Linked DNA regions of Sus scrofa: region 2 is linked to region 1. The links are chromatin contacts, called in public Hi-C maps. All regions are on one chromosome and are shown on one strand. Each heading gives the region's core, a stretch centred on a gene start, on an enhancer-like site or on the middle of the called end of the contact. The rest is flanking DNA. Distances are from core to core; before and after follow the strand shown. Region 1 holds the start of IKZF1 (DNA-binding protein Ikaros). Region 2 overlaps IKZF1 (DNA-binding protein Ikaros).

Region 1 (4,284 bases), core at 996-3,495:
ACCAGAGACATACCATCAATCCCAAATTATATAGGATTTTTTGACATGTGACATCATTATTTGTATCTGTGCCTACAGATTATTTGTAACATATTTTGTATATTCCAGGCTAAAAGCAAGTGACCTTCCTGTCAGAGATATTTGTGACAGTTTAAATAGTAAGCCACATCCCAAATATTCTAATTTGTCACAGAAACAGTTCCAACACACCTAATAAGAATAATACTTGAATTGTTACATAAAAAATCCCACATAAAATCAGTCCAAAGAACCTCACTCAACTAACATCTTCAGACAAAGAAATGAATTCAAGAGGCTCAAACCGTTTCCTGCAGGTTTCACTCTTCCCCTAACTCATAACCAAAGCGAACCATCCTTAAAATCATTTAAATTTCCACCAAAGTTTAAATATTATGTATATCAAATATTTTCCACTTGCTTTTTTTTTTTTTCACTTTGAATAGAAGTTGATCTAACTGGTAAGGAGATTCTTCTTCAATATCAATTTAAACCCCTTTCCGGATTTTAAAACAAGGTACCTCAAAGCTGGCATATGCCGTGGGGGATTAAGGTGGGGAATTTTGAACGTGGAGCTCAGGGAGGCACATGGCTTTGAAATTCACTTCCCAGGGCTGCAGTCCAGAGAGAATGGAAACTGCATGTGAAAGCTCTGCCTGATGAGACCCGGGCGCGCGGGGACCCTTTCTGCTCCCCAGATGCCACACGTCGTGCCTCCACACGAGACGAAAAAACAATCACACCTCCACGAGAGCTCTCGGGAAGCACCAAAGACCCTTGACCAATTTTCAAACACATTTCAAATACAGTCGCAAGTAACCTCACTCCTTTTCACAGAGGGGTTTCGTAACCTGAGAGCCAAAACTGCGGTCAGCAAAAGTCCTACCAACTTCTCAAACCGGGATAATTCCTATTTTGCAGAAAGCAAGTTCGGACTCGATCTAATTATTTTCCAGTATAAGCAAAACGCTCTCACGTCAAAAGTAAGACAAGCCAGCTCTGTATGAATGACTTTACAAAGGCTGACTTCCGTGATCTCACTATATAAGCGCATATCGATTTAAACAGGACCAACAGCTACAACGTCCTCTGCACAGAGGCAGCCGGACAGCTCAGAAGTGCCCCGCGGCCGGCCTGGTCCTGCACCTGTGGGCACAGCGCGACGTGGCCCAGGCTTTGGCAAGTCCACGCTATCTCTGTCCCCAGAAAGGAGAGGCTGATCCGAGCGAAATCAGGAGTTACAAATTGGACCGTCCCGTCTTTTGCTTTCTTTCCCCTTCTCTCTCTTTCTTTGAATCCAAGTTTTCCGATGGAAATTCAATTTGAAAACACTCACGTGGATTTGTGCCTCGCACTTTGAGGGGGGTCCAAGATTGATCCTCGGGCGCGAAGAACACCCTCTGAGCCTGGCTCGCCGGTCGGCCGCCTTGCCGCGGCCAAGCGTCCGGCCCGGGCTCGGCTGCGCTCCGCCGGGACCCAGGGACCTTCGCCGCAGTGGCCGCCCTGGGCGCGGGCCGCGCAGGCACTTGTTAGAGCGCCCGGCTAACTCGGCCGCCCAGCTCTTCCCAGCTTTCTTTCACAATGACTTCCTGAAGTTGCTCACTCGCATTGTTCCCCATTTCTCCGCCGCGCTCCCCACCCCCCGCCCGCTGCGCCCAGCCGGCGCTTTCGCACTCGCAGCCGGCGGCCGTCCCGCGCGCACAGCGCCGCCCACGGGCCGCGCACCTGGGTCCCCGCGCCGCGCCCCCGCGGCCAGCGCTCCGCCACCTGCGGCCGCCCGCCCCGAGCGCCGGGGACCCGAGCGCGCGCCCGCCGCCCGCGCTGCGCAAAGTTTGGGGCTGCGCGCCACGCGGGTCCCGGCGCCACCTGCTCCGCCGCCGCGTCGCCCGGCGCACACGCTCCAGCCCGCGGCGGGCTCGCCGCTCCCAGCGCCTGGCGGGACCAGCGCGGGGCTTGGACAGGGACTGGGGCCGGGCGGGGACTCGGAGCGGGGCTTGGAGAGGGACGGAGAGCGAGGCGCGCCGCCCCCGCCGCCGGTCGCCCGCTCGCGCCGCGGCGTCCCGACCGCAACTCCGGGGCCGCGCGCACAAACTTTGCCGCCACGCGGGGCTGGACCCCGGCCCCCGCGGGCCCCCGGGACGGCGGCGGGCGCGGGCCGTACCTGCTGGCGCCGCTGCCGGCTGCAGCCCGCTCCCCCGCGCCGGGCCCGCAGGGCGCGCCGCCGCCACCCCCGCGCGCAGCGCGCCCCGGCCCTCCCCTCCCCGCCGCGCTTCCTCATTCCAGCGCCGCATCGCGCCCGCGGCTCCGCGCGGCCACTGGTGGCCGGCGCTCAGGCGTCCCGGGCCGGGCGGTGGATCTGCCACCGCGCAGCGGGACCTGCGCTTAACCCTTGGCGGCCCGGCGCGGACCACGCTTGCGAGGCCGCCGGAACGGCGGCGCACTCCCGGGGACCCTCAACCCTGTGTCCCGGGCCGCTCGACGGGGCACCCGTCGGGCGGACTCAGGGTCCTGTGAAGCACTTTCCCCAGCGTCTAGGGACGTCCTCCGCCCTCCAGGCCTCGCTTCCTTCGAACTGGGACCACCAGGCTCCCAGATCCTGGCTGAGACCCCGGATTACGAGTGCCCAGCCGAGAGGGGTGGGAAAAGTTGATCCTCCGCAAGTGAGGGGAAGGTACAGTTCACTTCCCAGACAGCCAATGGAATACCTCCCGTCTCTTCCCTCCCACCTGCTCCGGCAGAAGTTGGGATCGCGCCTTCCCTCTCGGCCCAGGCGCGCACGCGGGTGGAAAGGGCGGCGGCGGCGGCACGCCGGGCAAACCTGCAGCCCCGCGCCAGGCTCTTTGCGCCTCAGCCTCTCCCTCCGTGAGGCCCGAAGCGCGAGTGGAAGGCGCTGTGGATGAATTCAAAGGGCAGGGCGGCCTCTGACAGCGCACCTCTTCGCGCTCCGCCAGGAATCCATCACTGTGATTAAGCGGGCCCCACCCGAGCAGGAGCCGGCGACAGTGTTCAATAGGAGCAGAAGAGCAAGAGTCAGGAATTCTACAGATTCGTCCTGAGCCCCCGCAGGCGACAGAGGAGGGACTGAGTTGCAGGAGGCAAAGCCCTTGCTCTTCAAGTCTTGCACCAGGCGCAGGGAGGGCGCAGACATATGCCTCCGCGCCCCTCTGAGCAGGACAGACCCGATTGTGCTGGGAAGAGTGAGGAAGGGCGCTGGGGACCTCGAGGGGGGAGGCAGTTCAGGTCTTTCGAGGGGAGAGAAGTGTCTGCTGGGGAGAAGGGACAGGCAGCTGGGTGTGGCCAGGAAAGGCTGTGGCCTAAGGAGGAGACTGGTGGCAGGACCAGTACCCCGTCGACAGGCTGCTCCTCTGCCATTCCTGGGAAAAGTCTCTTCTCCGCTCCATGAGCTACAAACAGCACCTGCCAAATTCTTCCTGGGCCACTGAAGCCAGTGGCTACCATGCGTCCTGAAAGTCTGTGGGCGCCACTTAACTCCCTGCTTAAAGCCCAGAGGAGGCAGGTCTAGTAAAAGGATCATCATGGACTCAACTCCCAGTCCTTCCCTCACCTGTGACCTGGGCCACGTTATGGAACCTCTCTGAACCCCCATCATCTTTATCTGCAAAAGGAGTGAGTGCCACTTCACCCTAAAGATGGTCAAGGCTAAATGAGGCAGTGAACACAGGGCACAAGGCCCAAAGGGAGGCTGACAGCCAGGGTCACAGCACACCTCGAATACTTGGAAGAATGCCGCACCCTCAGCCCCAAAGGCTTGGCTCTTTCAATGTGGTGCATGGGCCCCAGGAGTGTGAGTCCAGGACTCCGACGACCTCATCCAGCCAAGGCAAAGCCTCCTGGGGCAGAAGAGCATGAGGCCAGGAGCCCAAACCATTTGGGCTGTGTGGTCTTGATTTCCGAGATGCTTAACCTCTCTATGCCTCAGTTTCCCCATCTATAAATCGATGGTAATGATAAAAGTTACCTTACACGATTGTTGGTGGATAAAGTAGATCCCATGTGGAAGCTCTTGCGGTATGCCTAGCAGAGCAGAGGGCTCAGTGAGTAGTGATTATTATTTAGTATTAATCACACTATGATTAACCCAGCCTCTTATTGAGACGGGGAGCAAGCTGAGAAGAAGTAGGCTCATGTCCTGCTCCAAACAGATGGGGCAGAAGGAACTCCTTTTGTAACCTGGGTCTGCGGACAGACTCTATGGGGCCAGAGGGGACACTTCTATCAGAAGTTAAAGCTATTTAAGTTCCTGCT
Region 2 (4,284 bases), core at 830-3,329, 50 kb before region 1:
GCCACCCCGCCCTTCCAGAAGCTCCGAGGGGTCCCGCCAGAATCCCAGGCAAGAGGTGACTCAGCAGGGAGCAGGAGGGCCTGGAAGAGGCTGGAGCGAGCGCAGAGCCACCGCCCAGCCTCAAGGGGAGGCTCCCGCGCTGACTCCTGGGGGATGCGCCCTCCGACGGCCCAGGGTGGACACGAGGCTTCACCCTGCTTCTCCCACCCCTCCCGCCCTCCACCCCAAGCCTTCGGGCGGGCAGGAGCTGGGCTGGGGGGAGGGGGCAGGGGGACCGGATGTGAGAGGAAGGGGCAGAAAGTAGGAGCCGCCTCGGGTCTGTAACGACATGGGCATCTGCCAGGGGACAGGGCTGGGGCCGCGAGGGCGGCCAGGACTGACCCTCAGGGGATGCGGGGCGCCTGGCCTGTGCACGAGAGCCCACGGGCATGTGTGCGAGTGTGGGTGTGTGTGTCTACACACCTGTGTGTGTGTGTGTCAGAGAGCATCTGGTATAAGCTTTTCAGGAAGCTGGGTCAAGTAAGCGTGAATACCCTGCCTTTTCGAGGTCTTCGCTTTAGGAGCTCTTCGAAGTTGTCCCCTTCCTTTCTTCTCTCCCCCCGGCCTCCCCCCTCCTGATTTCCTGACCCTACAAACGCCAGGTGTGTTAGCCCATCAGCCTTCACAGAAAGATCTGGAACGTTACTCTGAGCACGGGTCCAGGGCCTGGAGGTGGGTTTGGAAAAGGAAGTCCTGCCTGGCCTCCCTCTGCCTCTGAGATGCTCTGGCCCCGAGAGAGTCACCCAGCCTTGGGCCTGGGTCTCCTCTGATGGGACACCGGCCTGAGGCTCCAGACCCTTGGAGGTGAGGGGCACAGACGCCCGCAGCCCGCTCGGGGACACCTCATCACTCAGCAGGCCGGGTTCCTGGCACTTGGTCACCGTCTCATGTCTCTTGGGAAGAACCTGAAACGTCAGTTTTCCTAGTAGATCTCATCTGTTTCCTAGGAGCCGGGTCCAGAAAGAGCCCTGTCCTTCCCTTAGGCAACAGTTCTTGGAAATAAGGAAGGTTCCTCCTCCCCTCTGTCCCCTGTCCCGGCTTTGTGATTCAACACTGTTTACTGAGAAACGTGAAAAGGACCCATCTGGGTCATGCGTTCTTCCCACTGAAAACCCAAAAGCCACACCAGGCACGGCCCATCCAGGGCAAGGCTGCTGGGTCCCAACCGCCCCTCCCCTCTCTGTGGGACTCTTTAAAGAGAGACACACAGGGCTCAGACAGGGGCCGCCCGACCTGCCCAAGGTCACCCACTGGATGGGGAGGGGCCAGCTCTGGACCCCCGCTCTCTCCCCAGATGTGCACTTTGCATGGCTCAGCCGGGTCTGCCCGTTGGCCTCCGCAGATGCCCTTCTGGTGGGAAAGCTGAGTAAAACACAGGCCGGAGGCCGGAGGGCTACCACGCTGGGAACTGCTGAAGCCTCCTCCTGGGGGTCTTGGCAGGTGCACCCGGCCTCAAACCCCCGGGGCGAGCAGTGATTGTGTCTGTGCACTGGGCCCTGGGTGAGCCTCGGCTCTGCGCTTGGGGCCTTGAGGGTGTGGGTGCAAAGCCCGAGGGAGGGGGTGCGGTCTCAGGAGGGCGGGGGAGCCCCTGCCCAGGGCCAGCACAGGGGGTCCCTGTGGGAGCCGGAGGGGGAGGGAGCGGAGCTGGGCCTCCCGGGGACGGTGTGCAGGACGAGAGGCAGGGAGATGGATTCCCAGGGACACGTGGGCGCATGCGTGGTGGGTGGTCAGAGAGAGGGATGGACCCGGGTTCTAGAGGCTTCCAAGAGCTGCGAGGAGGCGCCGGGGCCACAGGGCGTCGTAGAGGTCCCTGCTCAGGGCCCCCGGGTGGAGACAGGGAAGCTGGGAGCCAGCGGGGGCCAGGGGCGGAGGATCAACAGGCTCCCGCAGCAGAAAGGCAGCCACGGCCTCTGCCTGGGCCGGTGCTGGCCCCGGGCCCCCCCCACCGGCTGCACACGACGAGCATCCGCGCCGCCCCAGCGCTTCTGCCCTTGCCCCCGGGACCCGCCGCACGGCCTGGCCTCCAGAGGCAGGCACGACGGCAGGGTTGTGACACTGAGCTGTGTGTCGTATTTTAACTGAGTTTCCACATCCTCCTGCCTGTATTGTAAAAGCCCTCGAAGAGGAACAAGGGCGAATAATGAAATATAGGAATCAGGGAAAGAGGAAGCCCGGGGACAGCGGCCCAACCGAAACGCAGAGATGTGTGGAGAAGTGACAGTGGGGAAGCCAGGACCAGGAATGGCAGGTGGGGCGGCCAGCAGTGTGTGCCCTCACCCCCCCCCCAGACACACAGACACACACACCCCAAACACACACACACATCCCTACCCCCCCCACAAAATACACACACACAGACACATGGCCCACATACACATGGAGACACATCCCAAACACACACACACACACACACACACCCTCACACACACCAAACGCACAGACATACGGCCCACATACACACACACACAGAGACACACTCCAAACACACACACACACACACACAAACACCAAACACAGACACACAGACACATAGCACCCCCACAGACTCACCCCAAACACACACACACAGATACACAGACACACACACAGCCCCCCCACAGATACAGACACACACACACAGACACCCCCCCAAAACACACACAGAGACATACAAAGAGACACCCCCCGAATACACACAGACACATGCACAGACGCCCCCAAACACACAGAGACACCTTCAAACACACACACACAGACACACCCCCTAAACATACACACACACACACACACACAAGACACACACACAGACACACATATACCGCCAAACATACACAAACACACCCCCAAACACACATAGATACACATGGACATACCCCCCAAACACATAGATACACATCCCCAAACACACATACAGCCACACAAAACCCCCAAACTCACATGAACACACACACAACACACTCGCATACTTACACACACACTCACACACATCCAGACCCAAATATCCAGACACACACCCATACACATACATGAACAGACTCATACACATACACACGTATACGTACACACAGACATACACAGACATACATACACACGGATCCACAAAACACACCCCCCCCACACACACATACACCCCCATACACGCATATACTCACACACACTCAGACACAGTCACACACAGGTACAGACGCACGTGCTCATACACACACACGCTCACACTCTCACAGACGCTCACACCCTTTTGTGCACTAAGTCAAACCTGTCAAGAGAGCAATCTCCTAGTTCTTAGCCCTGGAGAGAGAGTCTCAGGCCCGCCCAGCACCCGGGGCTGGAGGATGCAGGCCGAGGGCGCGGGCACATCTGCCCTGAAGGGTCTGAGACCCAGAAACTCCCAGTGAGTCTACGAAACCACCCGTGATTCTTCCCCTGTACGTAAAAAGCCAGCGTGAAAACATGCGGAATTTCCTTGCATCATAATCACGGCGCTGACTTTAGAGCAGAGACCTCAAAGCGGACCCAGAGGGACCGAGGGCGGCGGTCTGCTCGGGCGGCGCTGTGGGACCTCTAAGCGCCGTTCGAAAACGCAGACCAGGCAGAGAGGGAGAAGCAGGAGATCGAGGGACGAAGGAGCAAGCAAGTGCAAAGGAACCCGCTGGCGGCGCGCTCTGCTGGTGGAGATAACCCGGCCTGGGCTCGGCGTCCGAACATCCCCACCGGAGGAGCTTGGACGTGCTTAGAAGAACCCCTTATCTAGCGTCTCCACAGCTCCGGACCAAGGGGCGACGGGCTCCGGGGACCGCCCTCCGGCCTCCACGGCCTCCAACTCGGATGGAAAGCAGCCTCCCAGGCGCAGGTCTTCAAATGCATGCGCCCTCTGCCCGCCTCCCTCTCCAAGAACGCTGTCTGTTTGTATGGAAACTGCTGGTTATCTCTGGAGCAGCATCTGAGCAGCAGCTCCCAGGACGGGTCCTTTCAAGCTCCTCTCTGCAAGCACACACGCCGAACGGCCACAGATCTACAACAAGGGACACTGTGTCCTGAGTGGCGAACCTTCAGCGCATGCGCATCACGGCCCCCTGCCCGGGCTGCCTGGGGGGCAGGGGGATCAGGAGGGCGCTGTCCTGTGGGCCACCCTCCTGTCCGGCTGTCCAGCCACCCAGCTGGGGGTCGGTCGTGCTGAACCATGCCTCACACCCTCGCCTCTTTGTCACTGCCCACGGCTGCCGTGACCCTGGAGGAGTTTCTACGTCATGTGAGTCTCTATTTGGG

Evidence for each region. Hi-C and Micro-C count contacts between places; a contact is called where the count stands out from the background.
Region 2: a contact with region 1 is called in a Hi-C map of fetal liver, with 2.0 times the contacts expected there. The contact joins the enhancer-like site here to the promoter of IKZF1 in region 1. A contact is called at or near these places in 1 of 5 promoter capture datasets (fetal liver), 8 of 47 Hi-C or Micro-C datasets (alveolar macrophages, blood, fetal liver and 1 more) and 1 of 2 datasets of contacts at active chromatin or transcription factors (alveolar macrophages).

The regions. Positions count from the first base shown.
Region 1 is chr9:136,370,163-136,374,446 of Sscrofa11.1, reverse strand. IKZF1 (DNA-binding protein Ikaros) reads right to left here and starts at 2,245. Exons shown (of 9, transcript XM_021063913.1): 1 at 2,180-2,245.
Region 2 is chr9:136,420,181-136,424,464 of Sscrofa11.1, reverse strand. All of the region lies in intron 3 of IKZF1 (DNA-binding protein Ikaros), which reads right to left. Among named protein-coding and RNA genes, the nearest start is that of IKZF1, 50 kb to the right of the region's middle. Within about 2 kb of position 2,079, at least 11 of the 83 cell types and tissues checked have an H3K27ac peak or open chromatin away from gene starts, as enhancers often do. A contact at or near this core is called in alveolar macrophages and fetal liver, where this site is marked.